Linked DNA regions of Mus musculus: regions 1, 2 and 3 are each linked to region 4. The links are chromatin contacts, called in public HiChIP or PLAC-seq and promoter capture Hi-C maps. All regions are on one chromosome and are shown on one strand. Each heading gives the region's core, a stretch centred on a gene start, on an enhancer-like site or on the middle of the called end of the contact. The rest is flanking DNA. Distances are from core to core; before and after follow the strand shown. Region 1 overlaps Pum1 (pumilio RNA-binding family member 1). Region 2 holds the start of Fabp3 (fatty acid binding protein 3, muscle and heart). Region 3 overlaps Gm42316 (a long non-coding RNA gene). Region 4 holds the start of Mecr (mitochondrial trans-2-enoyl-CoA reductase).

Region 1 (6,059 bases), core at 1,615-4,114, 1.1 Mb before region 4:
TTTTTTTGTTTTGTTTTGTTTTGTTTTGTTTTGTCTTTGTTTTCTGGTTTGGTTTTAATTCATTGCCACTAACCCCACATATAAATTCTGGCTGAATGGCAGCCAAAGCAGTCTCCTTGCCTACTGCCTCTTGCTGCTGAATCTTAGCATTCTTTCTGAAGCTTTGTCACCGCCTTTCTTGAAGCACATTCTCTATATTATCAGCTTTATAGATAAAGGAATCTTGGGAAATATATCTACTTGAATCTCCTTTTGTATTCTCTGGCTGATGTATGTTGCAGCTATCTGCCTGCCTTTCATGCCTAACTTGGTTTGTTCTGTACCCTTTTAGTCCTTTTCCCGGATGTCGTTGTGGCCTAAAAGAACCCGGTGGCAAATGTTTGAGATACCTTCTTCCCCCTTATCATCATACACTTGGTTTCACCTACACATGCGCTTCTTTATGTGCTGCATTTGTTACCTAGGCGCTACCCTTCTGTCTCCGAAAACTGTTTGGTTACAGTAGTCGGTGTTAGCCTGCTCTCTCTGTGTATTAATATTAAGCATGTTCTTGAGGGCTAGCCTTGTCAGAGCTGACCGGAATGCTTCTGGATCTTTTGACTTAGTTCAGACATAATGGCCTGTAAATCAAAAGGGAACTGCTTTTGTGCTCTTCTCATGGGGCTTCTTTGGGGCAGACAAGATTTATACTTTGGTTATGAGGAATGGGAGCAAGCCAAAGGATTGCTGTTTGCCTGTCTTCTCAAGAGAGCAGTGGAATTCTATTTTCTTCCTTCTTCACACTTTTATTTGATTTCTTAAGAGAAAGTACTGCCTTATAAATACTGCCTCCACTTTAAGTTATTTGCTAGAGAAAAACTAGTGTGCTTCATTAATGAGTTGCTGGTATGGTGGCCAGGAGCCTTGATAACAATGGCTGTGAATTCTCTGACCAGTTTCTAGTTTGTTGACATTAGGCACAGGCACACATCTGGACTACTGTGAAGGTTGTAGGAGGCAGAAAAGTAATTTGAATTAAAAGGAGATAAAACAGAAGAATTGGGATTATTACTGTCACTTTTAGGACAGTTTTTATGATAAAGCCCTGCCCAAGGAGAGTCCCATACTTAGTTGTTTTGGGAAATGTGATTTTTAGATCTTCATTGTATTGAGCCTCAGGCCAGATGTTTCTTTAGGAAGCAGGACTCCTACAGTCAGATGGTTAAGTCTCAGTATCTTCTTTCTTAAGAGGATATCCGTGGAGAATAAAATGTTATTCAATAGTTTGACGTCTGTGCCATCTGTAGGTTGATAGAAGAATACTGATGGATGTTAAGCCAGGGTGTTGGCAGGTGCTTTTGGCTGATGAAGGCCTGCCAGTCAGAAAACTGCTGGTCAGCACTGGTGGTGTGTTCTGCTGATGTTAACCTGGGCTTGCTCTGCTGCTGGTCTTGCTTTACTGCAGTTAGGATGTCACACAGAGAAAACTGTGTTTATGGGAAATCTGAATCACTCTAGTTCCCATGATATGCATGCAACATTGGGAAAGGGGGGCTGTCCCAGTCATTCTTTTAAAAACAAAAGAAGGTCAATGTTAAGTTTGGAGAACAAGGACAGCGAGCCATCTGTGTCTAGTAGGGCAGCTGGGTCTTTAGTCTAGTAAGCTGAGTGGCCAGTGATTATATTTGTGGCACAGTGATTATATAGAACTCACAGCAGGTACACAGAAGTTCTTGGATGTGACAGCTGGCAGTCCAGATGTTAACTCTTTAAGTGAAGGTGTCTCATGAGGAAGCAGTAGTTTTATATTGTCATTGGGATTTCCTTGACACAGCTTGAATAATAGGATTTAGCTCTTGGCCTTCCCTTCCCATGCTTCCCTGAGTTCCTTTTGGTGCTATAAACACTTCAGGAGTTTTGGTTTGAAATCAGGATTACTTTTAGGAGGTGGGGCCTGGTACTTTATGCCAGAGAGAGAGATCAGATGATCCCTGTCAGTTCCAGGCCAGCCAGTGCTTTACAGAACCTGCCACAAACTAATTAGCTGACTTACTCTGAGGTCCAGCAGACGACTCTGTTCTCACCCTTACAGTGAGGTGACCCAGCTAGCTAACCCAGCATGTGCTTCCCCAGCTGTTAGAGTACCAGATTTTGGAATAATGTGAGAAAACTTGAGTCCAAGAGTTAAGTCTTTTTCCCCTTTTAGCTTTTATTTTATTTGTTCTGGAATAAGATACTTCTCTCCCCATCTCCTAGATTCAGAGGTAGTTACAAAATCACATATTTTGAAAGCTCATGGGTGACATTGCCTATCTAAGGGCTCTGCTCTTGGTTCCCTAATTGTCTTCAAATAGTTATTAAGAACAGTGGGTCATGAGTGCTACTTTCTGGTTTATCCACTGCAAATATTGGACCAGTGACAACTACTCTAGCTTTGCAGGGTTGTTGGTAGATCTCCCCATGTTGTGTCAAGTTCCTGCTTTCTGACCTGGAGGATACATACGTGTAGCTATTCATTTGGATCATAACTATTTGGCTTGGAAGGCTAGTATTACAATTGATTTTTGTGAAACTTGGGATATTGCATTACATAGAGAAGCCAGGGCTGTGAGTCCCAACTGGATTTTTTTATTGTATAGTAGGAATAATTACTATTCAAGGAAGTATCATAATATTGTAACAAAGTATATTGATACTCAGTTGTGCACTGATAACAGTAGCATCATTCTGGGGCATAGGATTCTTAGGCCATACCATAATAGGCCTTTCTGAACTAAATCCTGCTTTTGTTGTTTTAAAGACAGGGTTGTCACTGTGTAGCTGTGGCTGGCCTCAAACTCCCAATCTTGTTGCCTCAGCTTCCTGAGTGCTAGGCAGGCAAAAGCTTACCTACCGCATTTGCATTTGTAACATGAGCCTTTCCCTGCCCCCATGATTCACAAGTGTGCTGCACTGCTAGAGTCTCCTTGGAAGAGTAGATTATTAGGGTGCAGTGCCTTTAGATTATGGCTATCTCCACAACTGAAACCACATGCTGGAGTCTGCAATATCAGGCTTATTAAACAAAACCAAACTCTTTTTGAGGGTTTTCTAATAAAATCAAACACCACTTCTTGCCTCTAAGATAGATTTCTTTTTTTACTCTTAAATATCACTGCAGGTGCCCACTGCTCTTCCCTTTCTGCACAGCAGGACTGGGTGATTGTGACCAGGCCTGTGTTGGCGATGCTTCACAGTATGCTTCTCTTAGCTCTTGCTCCTTCCTGCTGAAATGAGTGCCAGTTCAGCTGGGCCCTTGACATCCTTGTACTACTCTTACTTAGAGGTGCATAGCATGATAGTACCCCAGAGTAGGCGAAGTGTATAATGGCTGCATCTTTTCATACTAAGGTCTTCTAAAAACAAGTTTTGGTTTTGTTTTGTTTTTTATTTCTTTTGAAGATATTGTAATTTTAAGGATTGCCTCATTTAATCGTTGGAACAACCCATAGTTATGGCAGATTAATTTATAGATGAGAAAAAAGGCTCGGAGGCAAAGTTGGGGTCTTACATTCAAGCTTTGTTTCTATTTCAGTTTTGCCTGGGATGGCTTTTGCTCTGCTATGTTGGCTTTTGAGGTTGTTCCATAAGGCTAGCAGCTGCAGATTTTTTTCTCATTTTTCTATTCCTGTCAGAGATGTGAACTGTTATACTTTGAAAAAATTTCAGGGGTATGTTGTGTGAAACAAGTATACACAAGACCTAGCGTGGTCAGCATCATCTTGTTTGTTTTTATGCAGCTAGGCTCACACAGAATTGCCTGTTTGATGCAGATGGAAGACAGCCTCTGATCTCACTGAACGGATCTTTTGCCATGGGAAGTGTTTTTGGTTGTACAAGAGAAATGTTTGGAGTTATCCTGCTTTATGGTTGGTTGTCCTGAGGAGGCTGAGCCGTCAGGCCGACTCTGCTCTGTGGTTCTTACCATGTCTGCTTGGTTCCTGGCTCTTCCTGCGGCTAGCAGCGGTGATGTTTTGTTTGCTGTGAGGAATGTGATAGGGCCTGGATATTCTAGTGGTTTCCAGGCTTCTGCAAGTTTGTTTACTAGTTTTGTTTATTTGCATTACTGTTTTTTTCTTCTTTTGAAGAAATTGTAACTTTAAGAATTGACTCATTTGATTGTTGTAACAACCCATAATTATGGCAGATTAATTTATAGATGAGAAAAAAAGGCTTGGAGGCAAAGTTGGGCTCTTGCATTCAAGCTTTGTTTGCATTTTCTCCAGTTTTCCCCGGGATGGCTTTTGCTCTGCTATGTGGTCTCTAATGTTTGAGGTTGTGCTCATCAGCCAAATGGCTGCTCTAGAAAGACCACACAATTATGTACTTGTGTTTGGTAGTGTTTCAGACCCTGCTGTGTGCATCTCTCTGTCCTGCTGTATTTTTATGTGTATACAATAAGGTTCTTAAGTTTCACAATGTAGCATTTCATTGCTGTTCATAACTATTAAACAAAATTATCCCTGTTTTATAAATGAGAAAACTAAGACTTAGAATAAATGATCAAAATCCTATGGCCAGTGTTATACATAGAACACAGAATAGATTCAGTGCACCTATATTAATACTTCCTGAAAGACCTCATAACTATAAACATTCACCTTACATACTATTAAAAACCACAAAGATGCCAAGCATGAACACTTTTTATACTCCTTATCTATTTTTCCCCCAAAATTGTTTTCTTTTACACGTATGGGTGATTTGCCTGCATTTTTGTTTGTATAGTACATGCATGCCATGCCCCTGGAGTTCATAAGAGGATGTCAGTCTCTCCAGGAACTGCTTGATCTGCCATATAGGAGCTGGGATTGAACCCTTGTCTTCTGTAGGAGCAACCAGTGTTCTTCACTGCTGAGCCATCTCTCCATTCCACTTTTCTATTTTAGGCTCTTAACAAGATGTTTTCTTCCTTCCCCTCCTTTTAAAAAAATGAAAAGACAAGGTCTAATATAGGCCTGGAACTCCTGGGGTTACAAGTTTGACTCCCCTGCCCAGTACTGTGTGTAGCTCTGGCTATCTTGGAATTCACTCCATAGACCAGGCTGTTTGTAGAGATCCTCCTGTCTCTGTCTGGGCACTGGGATGAAAGGAATGCACCACCACCACCTGGCTCAGAGACCTTTTTCTTGTTCTTTGAAACAGGGCCCTTCACTGTATTCCTGGCTGGCTTATTGCTTCTCTTTCCGAGTGCTGGGACTACAGTAAAAACCCTTTTTATGATCTTGAACCCAAGGCTGTCTTTCCATAGCAGCTGATTTTTCAGTCTGATCTTGGCATAATGTACATGGCAGACTGGATTGTCTGCTATTTTTGTTGCATATCTTTTGTTTGTTTGTTTGTTTTCGAAACTTGATTTCTCTATGTAGCTCTGGCTGTCCTGGAACTTGCTCTGAAAACCAGGCTGGCCTCAAACTCAGAGAACTCTGTATACCTCTGCTGGGATTAAAGGTGTATACCACCACAACCTGCATGTGTACTTGTTTTAAATGAGCTTTTTCCTTTTTAAAAATGTATATGTGCATATATATGTGTGTGTGTGTGTGTGTGTGTGTATAAGTATATACACCCACATACTGAGGTTATAAATGTTTTCCACAAACTTCTTCAAGATGAGATGCACCAACAAAATCAATAGGTAGAAAGAGTTGCCAGTGCTCTGCCAAAAGTTTGATATTTTGATAGTCAGGTAACAAGCTATCTGAATGTAACATACAGAACTAGTGAAAACCTCCCAGGGAGTGTTTTGAAAACCTTGCCCCTGGCTGTGAAATTGATATTGGCTGTGTTCTTAGTGCAGACCAGTGAGCATCCGGATAGACTGAAGTGGTTCATGGGAAGCCTTGTGAAAGTCAACAAGGAGAATGCTGACCCGGAGCCCTCCAGTGACCATGCTCGCCAGTCCCGTGCTTGCTGGACCTTTGTGCTGCTGCTTTTCCCTGTCCTGGGCAGTTTTATAGGCACAGTTTTGAACTCTTTGGGAGATGTTGGAGTTGGACAGATTTTCTTGAGACATGACCTTGATGTATAGACTTATAGAG
Region 2 (6,253 bases), core at 2,155-4,654, 1.5 Mb before region 4:
CAAACAAACAAACAAACAAAAATAACTGAGGGATGGGGATATAGATCTTCATGGGAAAGCATTTGCCTAGCATGCAGGAGGTCCAGTGGATAAATGTGTTTGCTGTGAGCGCCTAATGAACTGAGTTCTAGTCCCAAAACCCAGAGTAAAAGGAAAGAAGAAGCCTGAAAGTTGTCCTCTGCCCTCCACACACTCATGCCTGCAGCTCACACCCAACGGTCATGCGCACAAACAACAACAACAACAATAAACCTAGCAGAAGGAAAGAGGGTGTGGCTGAGGATCAATCCTCGTGGCCCAGGCCAGCGCTTTGCACAGGTCTATAGCTCAAGGTCTCAATTCAAGATCCTGTGCTGCTCAGCTCAGGCAGGGCTCAGCACAAGAACACAGGATAGTCAGCACCGTGTCTTACGGCCCTGAAGCCTAAGACCTGGCTGCCCTTCAAGGCTGTAGGGGTAAACATCAGCCAGATGTGACAGGTGTCTTCTGTCACTCTCCACCATTCTCTTGAGACAGGGTCTCATTAGCAGCCCTGGCTTCCTACTTCCTACTTCCTCGGGGATAGAATTAAAGAGGTTAAAGGTTTTGTTCTTTTTCTTGCCTACTTTATTTTTGAAACAGGGCTTCTCACTGAACTTAGGAGCCTGCCATTTCTGCTACATGGACTTACCAGCAAGCACCCTTACCCAGGATCCACCTGTCTGTGTGCCCTGTTCAGTGCTGAGGTTACAGCATGAACAACCATACCTGGTTTTTATGTGGGTGCTGAATGTGTGCATGGTAAGCACCTTACCCCACTGAGCTATCTTATCTCCTTTCAGTGGCTATTCTTGAAAGCAAACTGGCTAGGTGATGGTGCACGCCTTTAATCCCAGCATTTGGGAGGCAGAGGCCAGCCTGGTCTACAGAGTGAGTTCCAGGATAGCCAGGGTTGCATAGAGAGACCCAGTCTTAGGGAGAAGGAAAAGGAGGAGGAGGAGGAGGAGGAGGGGGAGGGGGAGGGGGAGGGGGAGGAGGAAGAAGAAGAAGAAGAAGGGAGAGGAGGAAGAAAAGAAAGAAGATCAGGGCCAGGTGATGGTGCATGACTTTAATCCCAGCACTCAGGAGGCAGAGGCCAGTAGATCTCTGAGTTTGAGGCTATCCTGGTCCACATAGTAAGTTCCAGGGTAGCCAGGGCTAAATAAAGAGATTCTGTCAAAAAAAAAAAAAAACAAAAACAAAAAAAACAAAACCAGAGTTTTTAATGTATTTTCTCTAATGATTTCCAAATATCTCCCATTTCAAAGATGAAACTGATTCCAAGTGACTTAAGTGAACTGCTCAAGACCACATGGCATGGCTAGTATAGCTGTGATCGGGTCTAGAACACAGATCTTTTTGCCAGCAGCTGTCCGCCAGCCCCAGATCTCCAGCACTACATTCCACACTCCATGTAAGCAGACTGCTCTGGTCCCTGGGTCTCAGGCCTCTCAGGCTTTGAGAGAAGAGGCTCCTTGCCTAAAGCCTGTGACCTTGAATCAGAAACCATCCCATGCCCTCCCTCCCTTGGCACCTGCTCTATCGCTGAGGTCACCAGGGCTCCAGGCCCAGCCCTGAGGCCCGTCCCTGTAGCTTTGGCAGAATTGGACCTCTCAGCCTTTTGGCAACTAGACTCTCCAAAGGAATCAAGACAGGGGTGAGAGGACTTTTCCTCACTGGCCTCCTTCCCAGAACAGCCCATGGGTGGGAGAAAGGAACTTCCACGGGGACAGAGGCCCAGGAAGGAGGCCTCACCACACTGCAGGTATACTGGTCAGGCTCCAGAGCTCTGGTAACCGTTCCGGAATGACTACCCTGCACAACCTTCTAGAGGCCAAAGTTCTGTGCTTACCACTCCGTCCCGTGTAGAGAGCTCAGAAATTCATTTATGTCCCTCTTCCTCTGAATCCCCAAGTCAGGACAGGTCCCTCCTAGAGTCACTCCCAGAGGGAGTACTTTAGCCTGTACCTTGATCCATGTGGACTTCTCCAAAGCAGGGCCCGCACAAACCAGGAGCTTACTTTGAGAGAGTATCTTGCCTTGGCTCAGACTGGCCCCCAACTCAGGAATCTCTTGCCTCCAGGTGCAGGTGCCGTATTAACTGTTGGCTCAAGCCAGAGCAGCGGCACACAGCTGTAACCCAGGAGACAGAGGCAGGAGAATCTTTAGTTCAAGGTCAACCCCTGCTACACATTGAGATGCTGACTTGGTAATAATTAAACAGAAACTGCTGAACTAAGGAATAGGCTCCACTGAGGTTCCCTTACTCACCTGTAAAAAGGGGATGATACCACCTACCAACGAAAAAGTTGAGTGTGACCATGCCCTGAAGTAGGCTACAACCATCAATAGTCGGGTCTTATTTAATAACGTACTTTAAGGTGACAAGCAGTCTAGTGGCAGAAGTCAGGGGAAAAAACTGACTTCAGCAGAGGGTCGCGGCTTTCCGGGAGTTAAGGTGGCCGAGGCCGGAAGAACCCTCTGAATAGACAAATTGTCTTCGCGGAGTGAAGAACGACCCTGGCACAAGCTCAGAGGTCAGTAAATAAAGCCTGAAGCGCTTTCAGGCAGCGGCGACGGGTGGGACTGCGGAGAAAGGCGCAGGCGGGAGACATTCCGCAGGGAGGGGCTAGCACGTGTGGGGCTAGCATGAGGGAAGCAAGGTCACGTTCTCCGCCAGCAGGTGAGGCGCTGGGCAGCTCAGCCATCCGCGGTGTCCAAGGCAACTCTTTTCCACTTGTCTGGTAGGAGCAAGAGGGCTCAAAGGCCACTAGACCATGCTCTCTGTCCAGGCTCCAATTCTTTTTTACTTACGGCGACCGCGTCATTCCTCTCCGAGCCTCTGAGCCTCTTCTACAAGAAGAGGACATAGGACCGTTGAGATGGGTTTTTGGGTAAAGGCCCTTGCTGTCAAGCCTTGACAACCCCAGTTTGATACGTGGGACCCACACGGTGGAAGCAGAGAAGGGACTCCCGCGAGTTACAACGAACGCCCCAGTCTCCCACCCCTTCCCCATAAGTACGCCTACACGAGCATACACAATATAAGAATAAAACCACAGCGAATTAAAAAACAAGGCGGCAGAAGGATCAAGCGGCGTTTCTCCAGCGTGGCACCAGCTCAAGGGCGAGTTTCCTTTCAGTATGGCCGGGGGATGCTCTACTTGGGTTGCGGGAAGCGCCCCGCAGCCAGGCCAGGGATGGGTTAGATGGCACCAACAGGACCGCGGGCGCCGCTGACGTAGGCGACGGGAGGGCTGTGGGGGATGGGCCCCAGCCCTTTGCGGGAGTGCAAGCCCCGGCTTCCTATTTCGGGAGCGAGGGGTGTGGGCCACTTTCATCATGTGATGCGAGGGCTATTTAAAGAGGCTGTCCAGCCGGGAGCTGCGGTTCTCAGTGCCTGCTCGCCTCCTCACTCATCGCACCATGGCGGACGCCTTTGTCGGTACCTGGAAGCTAGTGGACAGCAAGAATTTTGATGACTACATGAAGTCACTCGGTGAGCGAACGAACGGCGCAGGATCTAGGGTCAGGAGGGCCGGCAAGGCGGTCTTGGCGCTGAGCTCCCAGGGGGAGTGCCCCCATGTGCCTCCCGCAAGCTCCTAGCCAGTCCAGACAGGGAATACTGAGGTGCGGAGGGTGGCCTGGGCTGAAGCCACTCCACTCCACCCCACCCCACCCCGGCCTCCTGGGAGGGGGGTGTCGCGGTCCAAGCTTGGCGAGCCTCGTAGCTGGAGGGGAAGGGTAGAGGCAGCTGTGGCCGCAGAGGTCCGGGATGGGAGGCTTTCTAGGAAGCAGTGTAGGTGATCCGGAGGTGGAAAGGGGAGGGAAAGAAGGGCGGGAGGCTGGCCGCAGGAGAAGGCAAAGAGGAGCATGGTGGTCCAGAAATTGAATTCCGAAAGGGAATAGAGCAGATAGGAGTGTACAGAGCCTGGAGGAAGACTAAAGAAAATCAGTGAATTCCATCTGGGAAGAGGTGAAGATACAGCCAGGCAGTCAGCAACAAGCCCTACCCCTCCATGTTGGGGTAGTGAAGAGGCCTCTCTCTGGAAGATGCCCTGGTTCTCACCAGCCTGACCTTCACCTACAGTGTGTGCAGCCACCCCTGGGATCAGTCGGAGACGCTGCTGCTAGAGCAGGGCAAGACGACCACTACACATAGGCTTCCCGGCCGCACCAGTCGGCCACCGGATCAGTGCTGGGGATAGGGTGAAGAAAGCCTGGGATCGAGCAGAGGGTGTCAGAAGAAAGGTGAAGAGCTATGAAGGGAGAGTGTGGCTTGGGGCTGGGGAAATTGTGTGGTGTGGGCGGTGACACAACGCCTTTAACCAGCACTCTGGGAAGCAGAGGCAGGTGAATCTCCCGAGTTCTAGGCCTGGTCTATACAGAGAGAATTCCAGGACAGCCAGGACTACACAGAGAAACCATGTCTTGAAAAAAAAAAGAAAGGAAGAGTCCCATGATTTACTTAATAGGAAGACAGCTTGGGACACATGAGCTCATCGCCTCATAGGAAAGCCCAGGATTTCTTTTTGAAGACTGAACTAGAGCCTTGTGCATGCCCCCTACTGCTGAGTTATACTCCCCACTCACACACACACACACACACACCCTCTTTTTACTCTGTGTAACAGGTTCTCACTAACTTCCCCAGGTTGGCTTTGATCTTGTAACCTGCCATCTCGGCCTTCCAAATAGTTGAGAACCCAGAACTACCTAGAGTTCTTCCCATTTCAACAGTGGGGAATGTCACATGAACCACTTATCCAAGACGGCCCCAGCCCTTCCTTTCTTGCCTTGAGCTTAGATAAAGACCTCTACCTGCGGAGTCCCTGGCTATATCATCCTGGTCTAGGAGGCTGGGGCAGGGAAAACAGGACTGTGTCATGCCTGAGCTAGCTTCCACTCCGTCTTCCCCGGGAAGGAGGGCTGGAATCGGACATGTTGAGGGATGTGTGTAGTTGCCTCTCACCTACTTCCAGCTCTTCTCTGAAACAGGCCCACAAAGCAATTTGTCCTTTTGGTTTGGGGAATGGAACCCAAGGCCCTTTGCCCGTGCTAAGCAAGCACTGCGACTGCTGAACCACATCTCCAGACAGGGCTCCCACCGGCACCTACCCTACCCTGAGGCTCTCCAGGAAGGCAGCTGGTCTTGTCTTTTAAGACAGGGTTTTACTGTGTATCCCTGGCTCTCCTGGAACTCCCTAAGGAGACCAGGTCCTGTTGTCTCTGCCTCTCCCGCACTGGGGTTAGAGGTATGAGCCCACACCCAGCTAGTTGGCTGTCAAGTTAGGGAGTACTAGATTACCTGGGCTTAGTTCTGTTTCACTGAGCTGCCGCTGCCTTCCTAGACTTCTTTTTGCCTCAGGGCATGTTGTCTTCAGGCCATTGTTCTGTGGGTGCTGAACCCAGCTTTAGTCAGGGGACTGAAATTCTATTTAGCCTAAAAATATCGACAGGCTGAAGGCCAGTAAAGTCTAGATGCACCCCAGCTTCCAGCAGTAACTGGCTTCACTGGCACCCTACACCTACCTGTAGGTGGGTCCTGGGAAAACAGCTTGGTTCACTGCTGAAGCCCAACTCACACAGATACCAGTAGGCAAAGCCAAGCCTCTCACTTCTTGCTGTGTAGCCAAAGCTCCTGACTTATCCTATAGAACCAAAGGTTCTTAGGACAAAGCAGCCCAGCCTAGTTTAAGTGACTTCAAGCACAGATGGTGGCTTGAAGGGTAGAGTATGTTATTCCAAGAATGATATAGTGAGACTAAAAGAGAGTTTGGGAATCTATGTCACTAAACTCGGATTATTTATTTACTTAGCCTTTTTGAGACAGGGTTTCACTATAGCCCATACTCTGGAGCTACGCAGCCCAAGCTGGCCTTGAATTCTCGGCATTTCCCCTGCTCCAGTCCCCTGCCTCTTGAGTGAGATTCTAGGGGAGTCACCATGCTTGGCCCGTTTGACTTTGGCTAAGACAGCACCGTGTCTCAGCCTCGTTTGTAAATGGAAACTATAAAGCTTAGGTTTAGGGCTGTCCCAAGGATACTTGGCCACCACTTAGAGCTTGTGCAGTGTGCACAGCTTGCAGCAGATGCACAATACCATAGCCTTATATTGGGCTGCCTCCTGCCACATCGCTGAGGATGGCTCAGAGTGTGCTGGGGCCAGACGACAGGTAGTCAACCATGGAAGATTCCAGGAAAGCTACTAACCCAAAGCACCAAAGGCTTGACCC
Region 3 (6,253 bases), core at 2,684-5,183, 1.0 Mb before region 4:
AGCCAGGACTGGCTGAGCAGATCTGCAGCAAGAGCTTAGGATGCTGGGGCCAGACCCCCTGGGCTTGGCTTAGCTACTCATCAGGCCTCCTGGCTGGGGCTCGAGCTTCAGAGAGCAGAGCCAACGCTGCTCTCAGGGCAGTTGTGGCTCCCTGGGCTGTCCTGGCTTTCTCCTGGGATGTGCCTCCCAGCCTTGGTGTCTGTAAATAGAAGCCCACACTGTACAGATCTACAGAGAGGCCCAAACTGGGCTCTGGTGTCACCATCTGAGGGGCTGATGGCCTGGCTTCCCCCAGGTGCCCTGTGGGTGCTTGGGTATGCCTGGCCCCGGCGTGGTGAATGCATGTAAATACTTCGTAGACAGTGTGGCTCCAGAGAGCCCCCTGAGACAGTGTCCCCCCCACCTTACTGGTTCATCCTCTCTCCTGTACAGAGCCCTCCCAGCCCCTGGGCCACCAGGATCAGGGGTTACCTCCCTTCCCCAGACCTTTCCTACCCGTTCTCTCCCTATAACCTGTTTATTAACCAACCCTGTCCTGAGTTCATGGCCAAAACTTAAATAAGAGAAGGAGGAGAGGGTCAGATGGATAAAGATAAAGATACCAAGGCCTGGTCCATCCTTACCATGGGCGCTCGTACACCCCTGGCTTGGGAAGGACAGGGCTTGCTTTGTTTTGTTTTCTGTTAGTTTTTGTTTTTTAACATTTCCCTGTGCTGTGCCCATTTATAAGAGGAAATAAAATTAAGCTGAAAGATGTCGTGTGGTGGCCCACGTGTGATATGAGTAGGGGACTGGCTTGGGAGGGACAGCCCACACTCACCTTGCGTCCCAGCCACGGTCCCTCTGGGGAGATGGAGAATGACCCAGGGCAATAGGACAGCATCCACACGGGAACCTTGAGGTAACCGTGGTTGGTTGAAAGAGGTGAAATGGTGTATATGACTGTCTTAGTCAGGGTTTCTATTCCTGCACAAAACATCATGACCAAGAAGCAAGCTGGGAAGGAAAGGGTTTATTCAGCTTACATTTCCACATTGCTGTTCATCATCAAAGGAAGTCAGAACTGGAACTCACACAGGTCAGGAAGCAGGAGCTGATGCAGAGGCCATGGAGGGATGTTACTTACTGGCTTGCTTCCCCTGGCTTGCTCAGCCTGCTCTCTTATAGAACCCAAGACTACCAGCCCAGGGATGGCACCACCCACAAGGGTCCCTCCCTGCTTGATCACTAATTGAGAAAATGCCCCACAGCTGGATCTCATGGAGGCACTTCCCCAACTGAAGCTCCTTTCTCTGTGATAACTCCAGCCTGTGTCCAGTTGACACACAAAACCAGCCAGTCCAATGACTGTGTGCAGTTGGGCAGGGGCTTGCTGTTCATCCCCTCAGGGAGACTCCAGCTTCAGGCTGCAAAGAGAATCTTGCCCTAAAGGATATAGGAACTGGAGCCATGCACGAGGAGAGACTGTGCCCTTGGGGTCTGATATGTTCATTCTTGTTGGGTTTTGGTTTTGGTTTTTGGAGACAGGTCTCTCTGTGTAGCATTGGCTGTCCTGGAACTCACTCTGTAGACCAGGCTGGCTTTGAACACAGAGATCCCCCTGCCTCTGCCTCCCGAATGCTAGGGTTAAAGGCGTGTGCCACTAGTACTCGGCTGATGTGTTTATTCTTGTGTCCAGGTGGTGGCTTTTCCCAGCCTCAGGTTCTGGGCCTGGGTGCTCCAAATCTGATTCCCCCAACTGCACAGGGGGATGATCACGTGTCCCCTGTGGAGGGGGAAAGGGCTCCGTGAGGAACTCAGCATGGTGTTTTTGAAGACAGCATTGGGACAAGAGCAGGACCCGGAGACCTCACGTTTCTGTGGCCTGGATCACTCAGTGCGGGTGGGGCAAGGCTCCTCCTGGCTTCTCTGGGCACCAGAGCCAGGGAGCCCACTCAGTGCCTGTCCTAGGCTCTTCCCATCCGATGAAGGCTGCTGTGACACATTAGCTATTGTTCCTGCTCCTCTAGGGACACACAGAGGGCTGTTTGCCCCCAAGGCAGGGGATAGAGGGCAGGCATGGATGTCACAGTCACAGTCTGTCCTGCTCCCATGGGAACCTCCTCATGGTTCATGAGTATCCCCTTAGAAAATGGGGCACCATTTCTGGTAGGTTGGGTCCTGAAGCCTGGCCACCTAGAGATGCTCTGGCCCCTCTCTCCTGCCTCCCTCCCCACACTTCACTCTTTTCACTGAAGGTTCTCTAATGTCTCCTCTGCGCCTGGCCTGTGCTTGGACCTGGGAGCCAGGAGGGGCTGGGGAGATGGGTCAGCGGATAAAGCACTCCGTCACACAAGTGTGAGGACCGTGGTTCGAACCCTAGGAACTCATAAAGCCAGGTGTGGTAGCTCTTGTGTGTAGTCTCCACATTTATACAATGGAATGCACAGAGATGGAAGTCTCTGGATTCTTGCAGGTGAGCTAGCCTGGGATACTTAGTAGTGAACAAGGCACCCTGCCAAGCAAGACAAGGCAAGGAATACCACCTGTGGCATGACACATGCATGCCTGCACGCATGTGCACGCAGGCACGTGGGCACACACACACTCACTCACTCACTCACTCACTTACTCATTCACGTATACATGCATGCACATGAACACACACACCATAGTCAGTCAGACTGTGGGGCCACTAGTCTGGCAGGGAGTTTTTTTCTTCTCAGCTGTTGCCTCTGGGCTCCAAACCTCCCCACTGTGTGGTAATTCTGAGGCCCCCCAGGGCCTCAATGAGGGGGGGTTCAGATGGCTTGTTTCCAGGAGGCTCCATCAACTGCCTGGGTACTTTCTGCTGCGCGTTTGAGCAGCAAACACTTTATTCTCCGCGTGGTAGAGTAGCAGGCTCAGTCTTGGAGCAGCTGTGTGTGCTTGTGCATGCTATTGCCCCTCTCTGAGCCCAGCGTCCCTATATGTGCACAGAGGACCTGCAGTGTGAGGGTCTTTGCAGAGCAGGCTCTGCCGTGACTTCGTGCTGTGAGTGAGATGCTTCAACTCCAGCGGTTCCACCGGGAAAGTGGAGACCATAGAGGTTGCCTGGTACGCACAGTGGCACAGTGCTAAGAACCATGTTAGGTGTGGAGAAGACACTGGGTAAGTGGGGGCTATTATTGTTGTTGCTGTTATTGTGATGGCGATGATGATGGTGATGATGGTGACGATTTAATAGCTTTTTAGGTAGTCTAGGGTAGCCTACAACTTGTGACAATCCTCCTCCCTCAGACTCCCAAGTAATGAGATCACTGCAGATCTCCTCTTGGCTAGGCCTGGCATACTGCCTACTGAGTGAATAAATGACCTGAACCTGGGCACGGATCACGTGACTTATTGCTGACGTAGGACAGACCCTGACTTGGGCCACGAGAGCCAACCCTCATCTGGAGCAGCACTCTTGTGAGGAGCTGGGGGCCTCCCCTCTGGGCCTCGGGATGAGAGGGGGAAGAATGGCTGTTTGTTTCTGTAAGTCCAAGAGGTCACAGAGGCCAGCCCGAGCCTCCTTGGGAACAGAGTGTGCTCTGCTTCCGGAGGCCACCCACCTTGTTCTGCTGGGCTGAGGGTGGGCTGGCGGCCATTAGAGGGTCCAGACTGCTTTCGCTAGATCCTGAGCCCCATCTCCCTCTGGAAGGAAGGAGGCCAGGCCTGCTGTGGGAACGGGGTGGAGAAGAGGGATCTGTTGGCAGAGGAGGCTGGGCCAGGCTCCCTGGTATGGCTGTACTCATGCACACTCTGTCCTTGCGGAGTGCATTTGCAGGTGGAGAAACTGAGGCTCCAAGGATGCAAAGCCCTACAGCTGAGAGGGTGCAGGGCACCCAGGCCAGAGCCCAGTCTCTCTCCTCCTCCCCCATCTCCTCCCTCCAGCCAGCAGCTGCGGAGCCACAGGAGCGGTAGGTGTGATCCAGAGACTGGAAAAAACAACAACAACATGTGACATCACGGGGGCGGGGCTTCCCCCGTCAGTGCCTCTCCCACAGGCGCTGTGCTTAGTTCTTACACAGACTCAGCACCCTCATCTCATAGCCAACATTGGCTTCATCAGCAAAACCCAAGCTATGAAACGTTCCATCAAATGGTCCACTGCCTTCAATAAATCATTTGTTTTATTTAGAGAGAAAGGGACTTAGGATATATAGAAAATGTACACAGATGTATCCAATGCATATTTACTAGAACAAAGGTAGACAGCATTTCTGAGGATGGACACCTGAAGCTGACCTCTGACCTCCACACGTAGTCCATCTATGGACACAGCACGCTCACATGCAGATATACTAAAGACAAAGAAAACGAAAAACAACTTTCTGAGATGAGATCCTGCCGTGGTACCCAGACTGGTCCTGAATTCTGAGCTCAAGCGATCCTCCTGCCTCAGCTTCCTGTACCTTGGACCATACGTGTGCACCCACCTAAAGACTAGAAACAAGATTAAAAGATGTGGTGGCCAAATACTGTAGAAACTTGATATAGATCCTGTTTCAAATAAATCATATTTAAAAGTGACAGTTATGACACAGGTGGAAGTCTGAGCTCACTGGAGTCTAGATAGCCTGAGTTTGTATTTAATTAATTTGCTGTGACAGTCTCCTGAAGCCCAGGCTAGCCTCAACCTTCCTAGTAGCCCAGAATGACCTTGAACTTTTGATCCTCCTGCCTCCACTAGCCAAGCATGGAGCACCACACCAGGTTAGTATGGAGTTGGGGATCTAACCCAGGGCTTCATGTGTGCTAGGCCAGCACTGCGCACAGAGCCACAGCCCAACCCCACTCTCTTTAATATTTAGAACATTTTCAGCCAGGTAGTGGTGGTGCACACATTTAGTCCCAGCACTCGGGAGGCAGAGGCAGGCAGATTTCTGAGTTCGAGGCCAGCCTGTTCTACAGAGTGAGTTCCAAGACAGCCAGGGCTACACAGAGAAACCCTGTCTTAGGAAAAAAAACAAAACAAAAACAAACATTTCCATCATTTGCTTTTTCTTTTTCCTTCCCTTCCCTCTCCCCTTCCTTCCTTCTTTTATTTGTTATGGTGGTCGTGTGTGTGTGTATGCATGTATGTGTGTGTGAATGCAAGTATGTGTATGTGAGTGCATGTATGTGTGTGAATGCATGTATGTGTGTGAATGCATGTATATGTGCTTGCCTGTGCATGTGGATGTAGAGGCCAGAGGGTTGCTATTGGGCATCTTCCTCCATTGCTTTCCCTCATTGTTTAAAAATTTTATTGTGTTTATGCATTGTGTGTGTTTGTGTGTATATGTGGGCGCACTCGTGCCTTGGTTCACATGTAGAGGTTAGGTGACAACTTGTGAGAGCTTGCTCTCTTGTTCTACTGTGTCAGTACTGAGGACTGATCTTGGGTTGTCAAGTTTGGTAGCAGGGACCTTTACCTGCTGAGCCATCCTGCCAGCTTTTCCTTCTTTATCTTTCAAGACTCTATCATGTATGTATGTATGTATGTATCTATGTCTATGTATATATCTATGTATCTGTCATGTGTGTACATATCTGTATATGCCTATGTTTCTTTGAATGTATGTATCTATCATGTATGTGTGTATGTATCTATATTTGTCTATGTATCTATATAACTATCTATAATGTGTGTGTCAATCATGTATATATGTATATATATATCTACCATATATATGTATCTATTTATTTATCATATATGTATTTATCATGTTTGTTTGTATGTCTGTATTATGTATGTGTGTGTCATCTATCTTTTTTCTCTCTCCTTCCCTCTCTCACTGAACCTGGAACTTGCCATCTCAGTTAGACCAGCTGGTCACTGAGCTCTGGAGATCCGCCTGTCTCTCCTCTCTTCTCCCACTCAGCGCTGCAGCTACAGATGTGAACTTGGCTTTTTGTGTGAGTACTGGGCATCCAAACTCAAGTCCTGATGCTTGTGTGGTGACTTTGCTGTCTGAACCATCTTGCTAACCTTACTTTCATAATTTTTATAACACACACACACACACACACACACACACACACACACACACACATTTCATATAGTACTAGGGCTTGAACCTAAGGCCTTGGGCAAACTCTGCTAACTGAGCTACACCTCAGCTCTGTGTTTGTATTTTTGTCCATAAGATGGTTCTGTTTTTCTACAGAGGACAAACTAGCTCCTAAGGGCTGTGGGGAACTGGAGGGGGACCTGTCCCAGTAGAGGCAAAGCTGTGCGCCCTCTGTCCGTGCTGCTACCTCCCAGAGT
Region 4 (5,756 bases), core at 2,187-4,686:
GAAAATGATCAGCCGCTGGAGAGTCTTGAGTTTTGGTTTATTACTTTCATTCCCCCCAACAACTAATGGGCAGAGATGTTGAAGGAACTCATTTAAGTACAGGTCTTGGCGTCTGTAAGGCCTCCCTATTTCTTGTCTCTTCCCTCAGTTGGCTCACACTGAGAAGCTACCCTGAGGCTAGAAAAGGAAGAACTGAGCATCCCTGGTCTCCTTGGGTCCTCAAACTGCTGCTCAAGGAAGCAAAGACACAGCTCTCGAGGACCCGAGCATTAAACTGAGAGTCACCATGAGACAGAGGTAGAGGAAGGAAAAGTGATGGGCAAGACAGAAAGACATGCTGAAACAGAGAGAGATCTGGCAACCCGGAGCCGGCTGTGCGTTGGAGGGGGGGAGAACTGAAGTTTTGGGGTTTTGGTTTTTGTTTGGTTTTTGTTGTTGTTGTTTGCTCTTTTTATTAATCTCAAGTTTTGAGGTATGGACACTGAGAATCAGAGAGCATGATGTATTTGCGCAAGGTCACTCAGTCAGTCCATAAAGGTGTCAGGATTTGAACTCAAATCTGATCGGTTCCACGTTCTCTTGCTCCTTGGTCAGAGGACAGCCTCAGAGACTACGGTGAATGTGGTGTGCCAGTGTTAGCAACAGGTAAACAGAGGAAGAGAACATTGTTCCCCTTTGCTTTAAAAAGGGCCACAAACTTCAACAATCCTTGCAAGATAGAGAAAAGCCCTGGCTTGGAGTGGCTGCCCCAAATCTAGGGAGAAGGATAGGGTACCACAGTCAGTGCCAGGTCAGGAAGAAATTCAATTACCTGCAACTCATGGAATATTTATGATGCCTATCCTGTGTTAGGCCCCATATTGAGTGCTGGCATCCCGGAGATGAAATTTTGCCTGGAGGGGGAAGTGGACATATAAATAACTACAAGATAGTATCCTAAAGGCCATAACATTAGCCCAGAGAAATTACAAAGGCATTGGGGTTTGCTCAATAGAACAATATGTGAACCTGGAATTCCCCTGGAAGGTTAGACAGGAAAATTCATTTCAGTCGATCGAAACCTGAATAAAAGCGTAAGACAAGGAAGAGCTGGTGAGGGCGGAGTTGGGTGTAGTTGGGTCGCTGGCTATGTACAGTGCAAAAGATAAAGCCAGAAAGAGGGTAGGCATCAAAGTGCATATGGTCTTGAATGCAAAGCTAAGGCCAATAGGCTTAAACCCCTTCACCGGTTGTTCTCAAACTGTGTGACTGCCAGATGGCCTAGACCAAAGGGAAAGGTGAAAGGGTGTGGAGGGAGATGAAATCCAGCCTTAAGGAGGAAAACTTTCCAGCCTGATTCTCCAGACTTTCCTAGTTGGCTGCCTGGGGAGGAGGAGGAGCCAGTGGGCGGTGGGGGTGAGGGGATAAAGAGGAACATCCCAGTGTCACCTAGAGGATGCAGCAGAGGGACCTTGTGAACTTTCTGGCACAAGTATGCCTCCCTGTCACTGTGGAAATAGGTGTTCACGTGAGTGCACACCTATTGTGAGAACAGACTTTTCCCCTACTGGTAGGTATCAGATTTCTCTAATAAATGCAGTTATTGAGTCAAACCCCAGTGTTTTACAAAGTGATAGCTCTCATTTCATCCTCACACCATATTCCTGGAATCGTTTTAGAACGTTCCATATGTCAAACAGTGTGCTAAGTGGTTCAAGTGGTACTCGCTCCCTCGGTCTTCAAGACAACCTTGGGACTATTAGTCTCTTGATTATTGTTGAGCTTTTTTTGTCTTTGCCTTGTTAGAGATCAAACCCAGGACCTCACACGTGCTACCACTGAGTGTGCTCTACCACTGAGCTACCTCCCTAGCTCAGTTCCCTTCATTTTAACCATGAGGGAAACAGAGGCACAGAGAAGCCAAGTGACGAATTCAAAACCAAACATCCAGGAAATGGCAGAACCAGGATGCAAATCTAGATTTGCCTGAGTCCAGTTCCCAAAACCTTAATCTCTATGCTTTGGTGGGCTCTCCTCCTCAGAGAAAAATTTGTTTCCCACGGCAAGCTTTGGGTCAATCATCTTTGTCTTTCAAACGCTCTCTGATACTTATTTCCTGGGCTACCACATCACCGGACTCTGGGGAACGTCTAAGAATGTATACCTTTGGATCGTGTACCTCTCTCCATGTTTCTAAATCAGGAGTCCTAAAATGGAACCTCATCTGATTTCCATGCACGCAGTTTGGGAATGGAAGGACTGCCTCCTGCAGCACTTCCTTGCTCCCTTTCTTCAGCCTGCAACAGTGCACACTTGCATGTACACAAATGTTCCACGGACGGGTTATTTATGCTGATGTTTCTTTTCCACCAAAACTAAGAACCTGCGTCTTTCCAGGTTAATACCTTTTACAAAGAATTTTCATTTCCCACCCAATCTCTTTGTATGCTGTGAGCATTTTAAACGACATCTTCCTTCATGGGACCCCTCTCATAGCTGAACAGCTTGATGGTTTTACAATGTATTATCCTGTCAACCTTAACATTGTTCTAATGTTTTGTTTTTATTTTTCCTTAACATTGTTCTAATGTTTTGTTTTTATTTTTCTTCCCAAGACAGATTTTCTCTGTGTAGCCCTGACTGTCCTGGAACTCACTTTGTAGACCAGGCTGGCCTCGAACTCAGAAATCCGCCTGCCTCTGCCTCCCAAGTGCTGGGATTAAAGGCGTGCGCCACCACCACCCGGCTTCTTCTAATGTTTTATCCATTCCTCACAACCGTCTGAAATGAGGTATATCATTTTCATGGCATCAATGAGAAATAGGCTCCAAGTTGCGCTCACTTGCCCAAGCTAGGAAAGAGCTGCTAGGATTTGAGCCTGGTATTCCTGGTATGTTAACTCTGGGTAAAGAAGTCCCCAAGTCTTGGTAGAGCATGCCTCTAATCACAGCACTTGGGAAGCAGAAGCAAGCGGATCTCTGAATTTGAGGCCAGCCTGGTCTACAGAGGGACAGCCTGGAACACACAAAGAAACCTGTCTCGAAAAACTGATGATGGTGGTGATGCTGGGCTGATAAAGTCTTTGTGTTGTTCTGGGGGAACTGAAGATGAAATGATACTTTAAAAAGTCTGGCACAGTGGTATCTCAATAAAGAGTGCAAAGGGGATACTGAGGCCAGAATGTAAATGACTTCCCGGAAACACCACGCGACAAGCAGCAGTCACAGCTTTAAGCCAGTTCTGAACTCTCTTCATGGGTAGGCTGCTTTGGCTAGCTGTGCAACTTCTCCAGGTCTCTGAATACCTTACGTAGCCCACCCTCAATCCTCACACCAGTCCGGGAGAAACCCTACACCAATACCTGGGCAGAGAGCGAGCGGCCTCTTTTAAAGAAGGGGGCGCGGTCACGAGCGGGGCGGGGCTCAGGCTTGCTGTCGCGGACGAATGACGTAGTCCAGAGCGCCGGATTCTGCCAGTGCTGGAAGCAGCATGTTGGTCAGCCAGCGAGTGACAGGGGCGCGAGCCCGGGCACCTCAGCTTGCGGGTCTCCTCGAGGCTTGGTACCGCCACGGCCGGACCACATCCTCCTACTCCGCTCTCTCTGAGCCGTCACGGGTGCGGGCGCTGGTCTATGGCAACCATGGGGATCCAGCCAAGGTCGTCCAGTAAGAGTCGGCGCCGCCACCGGGGAGGGAGCTGGGGTTCCTGGAGGGTTTTGAGGCGGGCGGCGGACTGCCAGGAGAGGACAGGGTCCGAGGAAGAGGGTTCTGCTGTCCTACAGATGCCGAGACCCCAGGGCGTGCTTGCTGACCCGACACCGGTGCTTTCCGGCGGCCAAGGACCCGCGAGGCACCGGTGCCAGAGTTTACTGACCCATATTGGTTTGAAGATTGTGGCAGTCACTCCTTTGTCTCAGTGGATGCTTCCGACTATTTGTCACAGCAACAGTCTGGGGGTATTTATTGCATTTTTTTTTCAGATGAGAAAAGCGAGGCATAAGAAAGTTAAAATTAACATTTGCCCCAAGTCACCCAGCCAGTGAGAATAGAAATTTGAACATACGGTCTGACAGCCTACCTAGATTCTACACCTGTTTTTAAATAGGAGATTATTGTTTGCCTTTCACAGAGGCCGAGGGGCTTGTCTAAAATGATACGGCTAATTAGTGATTGGAATAGGTGCCGGAATTCACCTGTTTCTCATGCGAGTTCCCTTCCACCAAGCCATGTGTGCATCTTGGCCTAATTATGACGAGTTGTTTAAACCCAGCTTGATGGCATGTGCCGTTAATCCCAGCACTAGTGAGGCAGAGGCCCGCAGATCTCTGTGAGTTCAAGGCCAGTCTAGTCTACATAGTCAGTTCCAGGATAGCCAGGACTATAGAGAGAGACCCTGTCTCAAAACAAACAAGCAAAAAGGAGTTGTTTCATAATCCCAGGATGCTGAGGTAAAAGGGTTATGAGTTTGAGACCAACATGGGTTGCATAATGAGCCTTTGTCTCAAAATACACACTCACAGTAAAAATACATAAAAATTTAAAAAAAAATCTTCAAATACAGTTTAGGGGATGCGCATGGTGTGTGCCTGTAGTCCCAGCACTTGCTAAGGGAGGAAGATTGTGAATGTAATGCTAGCCTGAACTACATATTGAGACCCTGCCTCAAAAACAAACAAAAAGTGGACAAGTTGGGCTTACCAACATGCATCTTATTATTATTATTTCTTCCCTTCTTAAGGTCTCCCTGTATGGTCCCAGCTAGCCTAGAACATGTTGAGTAGCCTTGGCTGACCTGGAGTTTCTAGTGATCCTTCTACCTCTGCCACCCCCAGCCCCCAGCACTGGGGCTGAAGTTGCCTGCTTCTAATGGGGGAGGGAGCTCCTTTGGTTATATGTATGTATGTTTGTTTGTTTGAGATTGGGTCTTTGTAGCCCTGGATGGCCTGCCTCTGCCTCCTAAATGCTGGGATTAAAGGCTTGCAACTCCAAACCTACCCACCCCATCCCCCTTTTTAAACAGAGGCTGGGCTCTTAACTTCCAAGTGCTGAGATTGCAGGTGTGTTCCCCACTGTTCCTGCTCCCCTTCCTTTCTCTCCCCTCAGACAAGGTGTTCCTGTGTTGCCCAGGCTGATCTGGAATTTGTGGCCTCTCTTCCCCCCCCCCCCAGGTTCTCAAGGAATTTGAATTATTGTTGATATTCTTTTACATTGTTCTAGAGTGGGTGTGGCCAGAGGGCCCATGCCCCTGAGTTTATCCGAAGCTCCTCTCTGACTGTCAAAGCACCTAGCCGGTACATGAACCATTACAGTAATTCTGTCTGCTGTGAATCAAGGAGTTATAAAGGCACCACAGGGGAAACTTCCGGGGCTTTTTGGTGGAGTGACATTTGTTCATTCTTATCCCTGTATGGTATATTTGTGATGTGGCCCAGAGAACGAAGTGACCTTGCCAAACCCTCAGCTAAGCCAAGTTAGGGCAAAGAGCTGACTCTAGATTCCCTAATTCCCAGATTGGTGCTTTCACCTTAGCCCTACTCCAGACAACCTTAACAGCTCTTTTGACTGGTAAGATATGTGTAATTAGTTGGTAGCTCACATGCGGAAATTATGAATTAAGATCCAACAGAATTTTATAAGAGGATATTATAGACATAGAGGTTCAGAGGTTGACTAATTTGTCTAAGATCAAACATCTCATATTTGATTTTAAGAGAGGGAGGGAGGGAGGGAGGGAGGGAGAGAGAGAGAGAGAGAGAGAGAGAGAGAGAGAGCGCGCTA

Evidence for each region. Promoter capture Hi-C pulls out the DNA fragments that hold promoters and counts their contacts. HiChIP or PLAC-seq counts read pairs in DNA pulled down with a chosen protein or histone mark.
Region 1: a contact with region 4 is called in a promoter capture Hi-C map of liver, with 2.4 times the contacts expected there. The contact joins the enhancer-like site here to the promoter of Mecr in region 4. A contact is called at or near these places in 8 of 39 promoter capture datasets (3T3-L1-derived adipocytes, the C10 cell line, hematopoietic stem and progenitor cells and 4 more) and 3 of 115 datasets of contacts at active chromatin or transcription factors (embryonic forebrain, embryonic hindbrain and stem cell-derived neural progenitor cells).
Region 2: a promoter capture Hi-C map of liver shows a contact between it and region 4, with 7 times the contacts expected there. The contact joins the promoter of Fabp3 here to the promoter of Mecr in region 4. A contact is called at or near these places in 4 of 39 promoter capture datasets (embryonic stem cells, hippocampal neurons and liver) and 2 of 115 datasets of contacts at active chromatin or transcription factors (astrocytes and forebrain).
Region 3: a contact with region 4 is called in an H3K4me3 HiChIP or PLAC-seq map of stem cell-derived neural progenitor cells, with 8 times the contacts expected there. The contact joins the enhancer-like site here to the promoter of Mecr in region 4. A contact is called at or near these places in 10 of 39 promoter capture datasets (the 3T3-L1 cell line, 3T3-L1-derived adipocytes, the HPC-7 cell line and 6 more), 2 of 484 Hi-C or Micro-C datasets (bone marrow-derived macrophages and embryonic fibroblasts), 7 of 115 datasets of contacts at active chromatin or transcription factors (astrocytes, embryonic forebrain, embryonic hindbrain and 4 more) and 1 of 9 other capture datasets (embryonic stem cells).

Annotation. Positions count from the first base shown.
Region 1 is chr4:130,719,852-130,725,910 of GRCm38.p6, forward strand. All of the region lies in intron 5 of Pum1 (pumilio RNA-binding family member 1), which reads left to right. Among named protein-coding and RNA genes, the nearest start is that of Snord85, 27 kb to the right of the region's middle. Within about 2 kb of position 2,865, at least 27 of the 459 cell types and tissues checked have an H3K27ac peak or open chromatin away from gene starts, as enhancers often do. A contact at or near this core is called in liver and stem cell-derived neural progenitor cells, where this site is marked.
Region 2 is chr4:130,305,334-130,311,586 of GRCm38.p6, forward strand. Fabp3 (fatty acid binding protein 3, muscle and heart) reads left to right here and starts at 3,405. Exons shown (of 4, transcript NM_010174.2): 1 at 3,405-3,517. The coding sequence starts at 3,445. Gm10570 (a long non-coding RNA gene) reads right to left here and starts at 2,372. Exons shown (of 4, transcript XR_868203.3): 1 at 2,290-2,372; 2 at 1,987-2,151.
Region 3 is chr4:130,825,563-130,831,815 of GRCm38.p6, forward strand. It overlaps Gm42316 (a long non-coding RNA gene), which reads right to left. Exons shown (of 3, transcript XR_881441.3): 3 at 4,246-4,304. It overlaps Sdc3 (syndecan 3), which reads left to right. Exons shown (of 5, transcript NM_011520.3): 5 at 1-756. Among named protein-coding and RNA genes, the nearest start is that of Gm42316, 7.0 kb to the right of the region's middle. Within about 2 kb of position 3,934, at least 84 of the 459 cell types and tissues checked have an H3K27ac peak or open chromatin away from gene starts, as enhancers often do. A contact at or near this core is called in forebrain and stem cell-derived neural progenitor cells, where this site is marked.
Region 4 is chr4:131,840,035-131,845,790 of GRCm38.p6, forward strand. It overlaps Mecr (mitochondrial trans-2-enoyl-CoA reductase), which reads left to right and starts at 3,437. Exons shown (of 10, transcript NM_025297.2): 1 at 3,437-3,644. The coding sequence starts at 3,469.